Regions from separate parts of the Mus musculus genome. Here region 1 is linked to region 2. A link is a contact called in public HiChIP or PLAC-seq data. All regions are on one chromosome and are shown on one strand. The core of a region is the stretch at or near the end of the contact, and the rest is flanking DNA. Distances in the headings are between cores, read along the strand shown.

Region 1 (5,356 bases), core at 1,602-4,101, 130 kb after region 2:
GCTGGACAATCAGGTGAGCAGGGGCTCCTGGAGGACTGCCCAGGCTGGTGCTGAAGTCCCGTCAGGGTCTCACAGCAGGACTAGAAGGGCAGGGTCACTAATGGTTACTCATTAATACTGTGTGAACTTAGGAGTCGCTGGGCCAACACTTGAAGACGGTAGCAATACACGGTTTTATTAATAATCAGCGAAGAGCCCCTAGCTCCTATAAGGCTTAGAAGAATGTTGTAGCTGGGCATGGTAGCACTAACTGGGAATCCCAGCCCCAGAGAGGCTGAGACAGCTCCCTGGGAGTTCACTGCCACTCTGAGCAAAGAGGATAAAAGAATTATTTACTTTAGTTAGCCCATATAAAAGACACAAAAAAACCTCTGATGTTTATTTGCAAGCTAGATTGGGCAGGTTCTATGTTCCTTGTTCCCTGCTGTTTGAGTCTCGCCTGGGCTGCTTTTGCTCCATCAGCCTGTCCTCCGGGGGCATTTCTCCTGGCCACGAGCTCATAATCTATCCAGTCTCATGGCAGCCTCCGCCTCCTCTCTCCAGCTTCTCCCCTCCCCAACTCCTGTGGTCTCTCTCCAGACCCCTCACTCAGGTCTCAGGTTCTGCCAGTCTCTCTGTTCTGCCCAATCACAGGCTCTAGCCCTTTATTAACCAATAGCCTTAAAGTGGGGAGTAAGGCTTACACAACAAAAGCCAATTGGTATAATGGAGGATGGACGCTCTTGCCTGGATAGCAACCAGAATTGGGTTTTAGAATTTAGCACTTGTATACATAGCCATAGTCCAACCCCCAACAACGTAGGGAAACCATATCTCAGTAACCCAAGATAATAATGATAATAAATAAGGAAGTAAAAGTTGCATTGGCCTATCTCTTGTTGCTATAACAAAATACGTGAGATTGGGTGCATTGTTTTAAAAAAGAGACTTGCTTAGCTCACAGTTTTAGACACTAAAGTGCAAGATTTAACAGCTTCATCTGTTTGGTGTTTGGTGAGGGTCCCTGTAGGAAGTGCACTACAGTCTTGCTTAAAGGTCCATCTTAAAGAAAGGCATTTTCTCAGCTGAGACTCCCTCTTCCCAGATGACTCTGGCTTAGATCAAACTGACATAGAAGTAGCCAGCGCAGCCCCCTAAGTTACATCCCAGTGTGGCAGAGAAGCAACAGGGGAAACAGCTCAGTTTCTCGGAGCGGGGGATTGGATGGCAGTTCCTGGCTGGCCTCGAACTACAGAGATCAGCCTGCCTCTGTGTCCCCAGTGCTGGGATTAAAGGCGGGCGTGCGCCACCACTGCCCAGCTACTTAGTTATTTTTGACGTGGGAACGGGTTGGAGTTTTGAGACAGGGTCTCACCCTAGCCCAGGCTGACTCCAGCCTCCCCAGTGCTGAGATTACAGGCGTGTTCCACCTTGCCCAGCTGCGTTTGTTTCCTTTACTGGACTAATTATTGAATAAGAACCAAGGGCAGGTTATAAGAGGCACATTCATCTTTGATTGACACATAATAATTGTACATATTTATGGGGCACGGTCACATCTCATACCAGGCTTATGTGGATGTGTGTTTGTTCCTGTGTGAGAAAATCATAGGGCAACCTGTGGGTCTCAGTCCTCAGCTGTCCAGCCAGCTTGAGACAGAGCCGTGGGTGGCATGAGCCACCTAGCCATTGAGGTTAGCTGGCTGGAGCTTCTGCAGACTCCCCCGTCCCTGTCTCCCGTCTCCCCAGATGGACACCCGAAGATTATAGCCACTCGAGCTACTGCATTTGATCTCATGTTTCCAAGTGTAGGAGGAGGCGTCTAATCTTCAAGCTCTTAGTGTTGGCTCCTAGCATCTCAGTGGGTGTGAAATGCAGCCCAGTTCCCATCTCCCTAATGACTTAACAGTCCTAAAGTGTTTCTAACTTAAACTAACCAGGGTCTCACTGTACAGCCCTGACGTCTGGAATTCCAGTTCCAGATCTGACTCCCTCCTCTGAACTCTGTGGGCACCAGGCATGCACTGTAGCACGTGCATACATCCTTTCAGGCAAAACATTTATGCGCAGAGTAAATATAACTTAAAAAAAAATAGTACATGTGCCAGCCCTTTCCTTTCCATTGTACTGGAACCTTCTCCTGACCCTTCATGCTTTTCTGCCTGACTTTCTTGCTTTCTTTATCTTGCTACTGGTTTGGTTTGGTTTGGTTTGCTTTGGTTTGGTTTGCTTTGGTTTGGTTTGGTTTGGTTTGGAGGGACTTAACTTTACCTTGTTACCCAGTCTGGACATGAACTCCTGGGATCAAGATATCTTCCTGTGCTGGGCTCGGGTGGCGCAAGCCTTTAATCCCAGCACTTAGGAGGCAGAGGCAGATATCCTCCTGCTTCAGCCTCCAAAGTAGCTGAGACTAAATGAGCGACCCCCAAACTCATTGGTAACCACGGCTTTGAACACAAAGGGTGTGTAGGTTAGTTGTTGACACAAGCTGGACTCAACTTGAGAGGGAACCTCATTGAGAAACTGCTCCCGTCAGATTGGACCGTAGGCAAGCCTGGGGGTGGGATTTTTCTTGATTGATGATTAATATGAAAAGATGCAGCCCACTATGGGTGGTGCTATGCCTGGGATGGTTAGCCTGAGGTAAATAAGAGAAAACTGAGCCAGCCACAAGGAGCAAGCCAGTAAGCAAGCAGCCTTCCTCCAAGGCCTCTACTCTAGCTCTTGCCCCCAGTTTCCTGTCCAGACTTGAGTGGAAGTGGAAGCTAAGCCTCTCTTCTCTAAGTTACTTTTGGTTCTGTTGTTTAGCACTGCAGCAGTAACTAGAACACAAAGCAAATGCCCTGCCCCACCCCCTGCCTCTTCATCTTGCTTTTACCCACAGACTCTTTGTTCTCTGCTCAGAATGTCCCAGGTGCCTTTTCTTTCTTCCCACTTCAGTCAAGGTCATTTGATTTTGAATTTTTGTAACCGAACAAGAATGCAAAACTGAGGTTGGCCTTAGGGGGAGGGGGTGCATCCCTATAATCCCAGGATTTGGGGGGTCTGGGCAGGATTACTAGTTGTAAGTCAGTCTGGAATCCATAGGAACGTTCCGTCTCAGAAAAAAAATAGTCTAAGCTATTCCAAGAGGGTAGGCCCTGTGTTGTAATGCCGCATTATCTCTCTAGAGGGCACTGCTGGAGAAGAAGCAGAGAAAGAAGCGCCTTGAGCCACTCATGGTACAGCCAAACCCAGAAGCCAGGCTGCGAAGGTTAAAGCCACGAGGCAGTGAGGAGCACACGCCTCTGGTGGACCCTCAGATGCCTCGCAGCGACGTCATCCTACACGGTGTGTATTTAGACAGTGCCACCTCTGACTTAAGTACAGTTTTCACAGACCCGAGATAAGGCCGGGGGCGGGGGGGGGGGGGATGCTGAGGCGCTTTCTGGGTCTTTGTGAGAAAAAAAAAAAAAAAACGTGGAAGATGCCTCCAAATTTAAGTCCACCCTAGAACTACTGATTCTGATGCAAAATGAATTGTACTTTCTGAAATGAATGACTAAACCTCAAAATTCTCCAAATGAATGAACATTGTCTGGCACTGAGCCACTCCCCCAACCTCCTGGTCTCAGTCCTAGGTTCTGAACAAAGCTTGAGTTAGCCAAGTTCGTTAATAGAATCGGTCCCAGGCCTGGGTAGCCATAGGAGCACATCCCCGCAACCGGCCAGCTCAGTTCTGGTTAACTCTCACCCTTTCTCCTCCTCTGGACTCCTAGGCATCGACGGTCCAGCTGCTTTCCTTAAGCCAGAGGCTCAGGATTTGGAAAGCAAGCCTCAGGTTCTCTCTGTGGGCTCCCCTGCCCCAGAAGAAGGCACGGAAGGGAGTGCAGATGGGGAAAGCCCCGAGGAGACAGCCCCCAAGCCAGACCTTCAGGAGATTCTCCAAAAACACGGTGAGGATGGTGCAGAGCTTAAGACGGGGTATCCATCCTCCTTTCTCTCACTGGCTTGTATTCTAAGTGGCCCAGGCTTGTTTGGGGTTTCAACATCTTCGACATTGAAGGGGGAATGCTTAGCAACAGTTGTTGTTTATGCTGTTGTCTGAGAAAGCAGGTAGTGGACTACAGCCTAGTGGTTATTGTATATGATTTTTCCTTCTGAAAATTATCCACTGCCTACTCCCGCCTGTTACTCAGATGGTTTTCTGGAGGAGGCATAAACAAGATGAACACCTTCTAAGGTGCCAGTGACAAACTGAGGGCCAGCTCCACCAAAGGTCACTCTGTGGAAATAATGTTTATTTACAGAGCATGGGGGGAGGGGCTACTCAGGAATGGGAGCTCTTCGCCCAACAGACCTCAGCTGAAAAGCCTCACCCAGCAGATGTGAGGACTTCCCTTGGTGTCACAGATGGAGCCTTGCCCTCCAGCGTCCCCAAGGCTTGCAATTACAACAGGTGGTAGACAGAGACTAGCTACTCAGCTGAGGGTCTTGGGACCCTCCCCTGCCCTATGTGAGGGGTTATAAACAGTCAGCATGCCCACTTTGGATTGTCCTTTTGCAAGAGGGTGCAGCTAAACACCCCAAGATGGTCGGAGCTTGGCTTGAAGGATAGACACTCACATCACCTCTTTTTTAGCAGAGTTGTTCTTCACTACTTTGTCTACTACACTCTAATTCTGTGACAAGAGGCTGTTTTGTCAGTTGCTGGTGTTACAGAAGGACATGCGTTTTAGAGTTCCCCTGAAATCTCTTTTTCTCCTTAAAAACAATTTCACAGTGACATCAAGTGCCCGGTTTTGTCTATTTTTGCCTTTTTCCCCCCCTTGAGACAGGGTTTCTCTGTGTACTCCAGGCTGTCCTGGAACTCACTGTGTAGACCATGCTGGACTTGAACTCAGAAATCCACCAACCTCTGCCTCCCCCCAGTGCTGGGATTAAAGCCATGTCCCACCACTGCCTGGCAGCAAACCTGGTTTCCTTTTCCTTTTCGACAGGGTGTTGTTATGTAACCCAGGCTGGCTTCCCATCTCAGCCTCCTGATGCTGAGTTCATAGACCTTCATCACCATGCTATATCCCCACCCTTGAAGTGAGAAAGTGAAGGCCTGTGAGGATCAGTGGATGTGAGGTGCTTGCATTGCCAGCTCCCACCGGGGAGAGTCTGCTGCAGCGTGGTAGGGTAGCTGGATACTGAAAACAGGTTCCTGTGTTCATCCTTTTAGAAACTAGGCTCTGAGCATCAGTGAGCCAGCTTAGTGGTTAAAGACACCTACTGCCGACCAAGCCTGAGCACCAGAGCTCAGTATCTGGAGTTCCATGATGTGAAAGGAAGAGGTCGGCTCCTATAAACTCTTCCCCCGTACACACACCTCTTAACTAAGTAAATGAATTTT
Region 2 (5,243 bases), core at 343-2,842:
CAATAAAGCAGCAGCTGGTTGGTTGTTAGGCAGAGCAGCAAAAATGGCCTGATTGATAGCAAGTTAGCTGCGAGATTTCCCCTGACCATTATGTGTGGCTCACTCTCCCCAATGGGCTGCCCTATCAGCAAAGACTCTCAGACTCTCCTCTCCATGCTAGGGAAGGCCTCCCATAAGCCAAAATACTGGATTCCACACTAGACAGAGTGTGAGGTGAGCATAAGAGACCTCAAAGCCTACCACAGTGACACACTTACTTCAACAAGGCCATATTTCATATTAGTGCCACTCCCCCTGGGCCAAGTATTTAAATACATGAATCTATGGGAGCCATACCTAGTCAAACCACCACAAAGGAATTAGAAAGGGGGATGGAGGGTGAAGCTCATTGTATAAATGAAAAAAATTACTATATGAGTTGATTATGTAAATAAATAAAAATCCAAGAGTCATAAGCATGTAAATATAAAATCATTATTTAAAGATATAAAACTAATATTCATTGTACATGTATTAAACTATCTAAATAAGTAAGTACATATAACTTCACCTAGCTCCTTCCACTCTGTAACATGGACTGGAACAATATTATGTCTCAGGAGCAATTTTCTGCAGTACTTGTTTCTACTGTTGCAAGACTCCCAGGCAAAGCCAGCTTAAGGCAGAGAGGGTTTATATTATCTCACAGTTTGAGGCCACAATCCATCATGGAGGGGAACCCATGGTGTGGGGAGCTTGAGGTGGCTGGTCACACTGTGAACACAGCAGGAAGCATGGATGAATGGTAGTATTCATTACTTCCTCTTTGCTATTCATCCCAAGACTTCACAACCCACAGAATGATACCATACATAGGATGGGTCTTTCCACTTCAACTCAACCTAAACCTCTTCACAGACTTCCTTAGTAATTCTGGATCCTATAGAATGGTGGTGGTGCTCCAGGAGTCAAGAGGGAGAGGAGGATGGATCTGAGTTCAAATCCAGCCTCGTCTACAGAGTGAGGTCCACTCTGTAGGGCTACGCAAAGAAACCCTGTCTTGAAAAACAAAAGAAATGATCACACACTGGATGGTTTATAAACAATGACATATTAAGTTGCTGGTCCCGGCATGGCCTTGGTGTCAGAATGACATGGTTCCTGCTACTGGGACAGGGCTGGCAGACGTGGGCCTCCACAAGCGTCTGATGGTTGCCGCGTGCATAGGCTTCTTCCCAGGCAAAGCCAATCTGCATTCCTCCTTTAAGGAATGTCTTCCCTGTTAATTAATGTTAATGACTCCATGGAAATCAGAGTCGTGAGTCCAGGAGGCCAAAGTGTGGCCAATGTCTCAGCAAAACGGTAAACACTGGGACCTTCAGGACAGCCCTTAAAGCTGTGGGAAAGAACTCTAAAAACGCGATTTTTAAAATATATAATTTCTCAGCTATGCGAAAAAATAAGGATGCATGTGAATTATGAGGGGCTTCATGAATCTAAAAGAACAAAGGCAGCGGTATTAACGAGCCACCTTGTCAGAAAGATACAGAGGCAGGCAGATAAAAAGGCAGGCAGATTCCTGAGTTCAAGGTCAGCCTGAGGCTCAGGTGTGGTAGAAATGGTAATTTCAGGGCGGGGTCTCACCCAGCTAGTTTATTACCTGTGTTTAACAGAGGCAGGGAGATCTCTGAATTCTTTTGCAAAGTTAAAAGAAAATGTGTGCTTGCTGTTTCCCAGGAGTTAAGGGACTGGGGTCACTGGATGCTGATTCATAGGATAATCTAAAGGAAAACTGAAGTAAATGACTGGATCCATATGAAAAATAAAAGACTGGGCTTTTGATCTGCAGGAGATGAGCTATCCAGAGAATTTTTTAGAATATATAGAGAGAACTGCTTGGAGAACTGTCTCAAGCAGAACACAGTAAGAGAACTGCCTAGAGATCTCCAGAGAGAGCAGATCAGAGAGAAAGAGCAGATGGGGAGGGGGAGGGGGAGGGGGAGAGGGAGAGAGAATGCAGAACAGAGAAAAAAGCGGTTGGAAAGCTGCCTCCAGCAGAACACAGGCCAGGCCACCACCAGCTTGGACCCACGATTTGACTTTGAACCTTTTGTTTTTGCTGCTCCCTGACACCCCTTCTCTCAGAACCCCTCTCCAAGTCAAGACTGGTCCTTGGCATTAAGTTTCCACAGGTCTCAAGTCCAAAGTCAAATCAGATTTGATGTCCATTCCTGAGTGCTGTGTCTTCACAGAGCACCTAAAGCTTGCAGCTCTTCATCCCCTTACCTTGGGTGTTAGGAATCCCACTAGGAATTTCTGAAATCATAAACACTCAAGTTATCATACCACAAGCATTAGCCCGGCTTCTCCAGGATAACAGAAGCAGTTGGGTGCATGCATGCATGTGTACATGTGCGTGTATATGTGTATATAGTCTAACTTCTTCAGGTGAGGCTATCAGGCTGGAGAACACAGAGGATCGAATTTGTAGTTCATGAATACTGCTGGCTTTTACTTCTCTGTCAGACTTTGTCCTATTCAATGGCCCCCTTCATTTGCTTTACTTAAAATCAGCCAAATTTAGTGTTATACTCATTCAAAAACACCTTCCCAGAAAACAGGAAAAAAAATCAGACCAACTATCTGGGCACTGCAGCTTTGCCAAGCTGGCTGACAACATAACCAGCACATAGTTCCATCCCTCTATTCACCACATACACTCCCAATACACAGCCCATTTCAATTAATCTTGTAAATCCTACAACATAAGTAAATACTCTCGTTTTTAACTATGCAGAACCAATGATTCAGGATGATTTAATCTGAAAATGTACACATCTAGAATCTTGGGCCAGTCAGGGTGGCATACACCTTTAATTCCAGAACTTGGGGGACAGAGGCAGGCATATCTCTGTAGGTCAGCCTGGTCTACCTAATGAGTTCCAGGCCAGCCAGGGAACACTTGTCCTGGGGGAGGGGCATGTGAATCACTGCCAACTTCAGTGAAATAACACAGTCAGTTCTAAGCAAATAGAAACCAAACTCCCATCTCCCTCATTTCTCAAGGTGCTCAAAAACCAAGCCAGGTGCTCTGGAGTTCAAGACCACCCTGGAGAAACATAGTCAAACACCAGCTTTAATAATAAACATGGGAGGAGTGTGGGGGTCAGGGGGTGGGAGGAGAACCTGATCTGGTATTGGGTGAGGGAAAAGGACTGAAGCTGGAAATAGGCAACCTCAGGAGATAGAAGGTTGGGGGACACTCCAGAATGTACTGAAAGAACCTAGTGGGGAAACCCCCACTCAATTGTCGTTCGGGGCGTACCCAAGAATCACGAACAGACGACCATCTTGATGTAAAAGCATGAGGTAGTTTAATGACGGAGCTCTGGGACGACACATATGTCCCGCAGGAGACAGAGGTGTCGACCACATGGTGGAGCCATAATGGCAGAGCTCCGGTTCGAAACGTATCTCATACAGGAGACAGTGGTTTCGACCCCGACACTTGGAAGCTAGGGGTTTTTATAGAAAAGGGGTGGGACTGGGGGAGGAATTGGCGTGGTTTCACATGATTGGTCCATTTAAACATCAACAGACTGTCAGAAGGGCAGGAGATAGGGAGGCACTAGGCCAGTCAGGACATGTAACAACGGGCCTGCCCGGGCATGTCCTGGCCTGTTCTGCTATGTTCTCAGCCCCAGGTTTTAAAGCTCACAAACAACTCTTTGGGCTATTTGACATAAATTACATGAATCACATGTCTCAAGTTTTATTTCCTTTCAGTACCAGAGACCTGGGAGGTGAGAAACTCTCAGGACTCAAAGGGAGTGAAGTTAGATGAAATGCCCAACAGTAGGGAGAGGGAACTTATAGAGCCCACCTGCAGCAGGAAGACAGGGCATCAAATGAGGGAGAGGGGGGCCATCCCACAGTCACAACTCTGACCTATAATTGTTCCTGTCTGAAAGAACTGCAGGGAAGGAATTGGAGAGAAGACCGAGGAAAAGAAGGTCCAGCGACAGGCCCAAACTGGGATTCAACTCAAGGGGAGGTCCCAAGGCCTGACACTATTACTGAGGCTATGGAGCACTCACAAAAAGGGATCTATCGTGACTGCCCTCCTAAAGACCCAACAAGCAGCTGAAAGAGGCAGAGGCAGATAGTTGCACCCAACCAAAGGACAGAAGCAGCTGACCCCTGTTGAATTAGACAAGGCTGAAAGAAGCTGAGGAAAAGGGTGATCCTGTAGGAGGACCAGCAGTCTCAATTAATCTGGACCCCAAGATCTCTCAAACACTGGACCACCAAACAGACAGCATACACCAGCTGATATGAGGTCCCCAACACACATACAGTAGAGGACTTCTGGGTCTGTGTTCATTCAGAGATGATGCACCTAACCCTCAAGAGATTGGAGGCCCCAAGGAGTTTAAAGGTCAGGTGGGGTGGGGACATCCACGTGGAGATGGGGGTGGGGGAGGTGGGGGATGTGGACAGTCTGAGAGTGGACGGAGGAGGGGATAAAATATGGAATGTAAAAAAATTAATTAACGAATTAATTAAAATAAATAAACAGTAAGATTCCATTTTCAAAATGGAAATCCCATAACTTGCTGAAGCTGAAGCAAGAAGGAAGCCATTGCCGGCTACAGTAGACTCTGTCTCAGAGAGAAAGTAAATAATTTTGTGTGCGTGCGTACGCTGGGGAGTGGGGCTCTCACGGCCAAGTTCCAATGCCTTAAATACTTGGAAAACCGGTCATTGTCTTCACACTGATCCGCTCAGCGCTTCATATCACTTTTTTCTACTTTTCCTAGCAATCCTGAAAGATGAAGTAAGTCCCCAGGCCTGACTGCGTCTGTGACCGGAAATCCACATAGCCCCGCCCCGCCCCCGCCCTCGCCCTCCCTCTGCCCAGTGATGATGGAGACATTGTTCAGCAGCCTAAGATACTTCTCCCTCCCACCCCCCTTCCCACCCCCCTCCACCACCAACCCCTCCCGCAACCATTGGTTTGCATCCTAGTTACCAAGATGTCTGGGACAAGGATGGAAGCTCCCATGCCCTTTAGCAATACTTTCCTGCATAGCCAGGCATGGCGGCAACACCAGTAATCCCTGCTGATCTCTGTAAACTCAAGGCCAGCCAAGTCTATGAAGCAAATTCCAGGACAGCCAGGGCTACACAGAGAAGCCCTGTCTTGGAAAAAAAAAATTATTATTTTTCTGCACAGACTTTATCTTGTCTTGCATCTGCTTGGT

Evidence for each region. HiChIP or PLAC-seq counts read pairs in DNA pulled down with a chosen protein or histone mark.
Region 1: an H3K27ac HiChIP or PLAC-seq map of embryonic stem cells shows a contact between it and region 2, with 10 times the contacts expected there. The contact joins two enhancer-like sites. A contact is called at or near these places in 1 of 39 promoter capture datasets (embryonic stem cells), 1 of 15 datasets of contacts at CTCF or cohesin (embryonic stem cells), 4 of 484 Hi-C or Micro-C datasets (the AML12 cell line, brown adipocytes, embryonic stem cells and 1 more), 3 of 115 datasets of contacts at active chromatin or transcription factors (all in embryonic stem cells) and 3 of 9 other capture datasets (adipose tissue, embryonic stem cells and liver).

Annotation. Positions count from the first base shown.
Region 1 is chr6:128,332,391-128,337,746 of GRCm38.p6, reverse strand. It overlaps Tulp3 (tubby-like protein 3), which reads left to right. Exons shown (of 11, transcript NM_011657.2): 2 at 1-13; 3 at 3,150-3,309; 4 at 3,738-3,914. Among named protein-coding and RNA genes, the nearest start is that of Tulp3, 21 kb to the left of the region's middle. Within about 2 kb of position 2,851, at least 67 of the 459 cell types and tissues checked have an H3K27ac peak or open chromatin away from gene starts, as enhancers often do. A contact at or near this core is called in embryonic stem cells, where this site is marked.
Region 2 is chr6:128,457,265-128,462,507 of GRCm38.p6, reverse strand. All of the region lies in intron 2 of Gm10069 (predicted gene 10069), which reads right to left. Among named protein-coding and RNA genes, the nearest start is that of Gm10069, 21 kb to the right of the region's middle. Within about 2 kb of position 1,592, at least 18 of the 459 cell types and tissues checked have an H3K27ac peak or open chromatin away from gene starts, as enhancers often do. A contact at or near this core is called in embryonic stem cells, where this site is marked.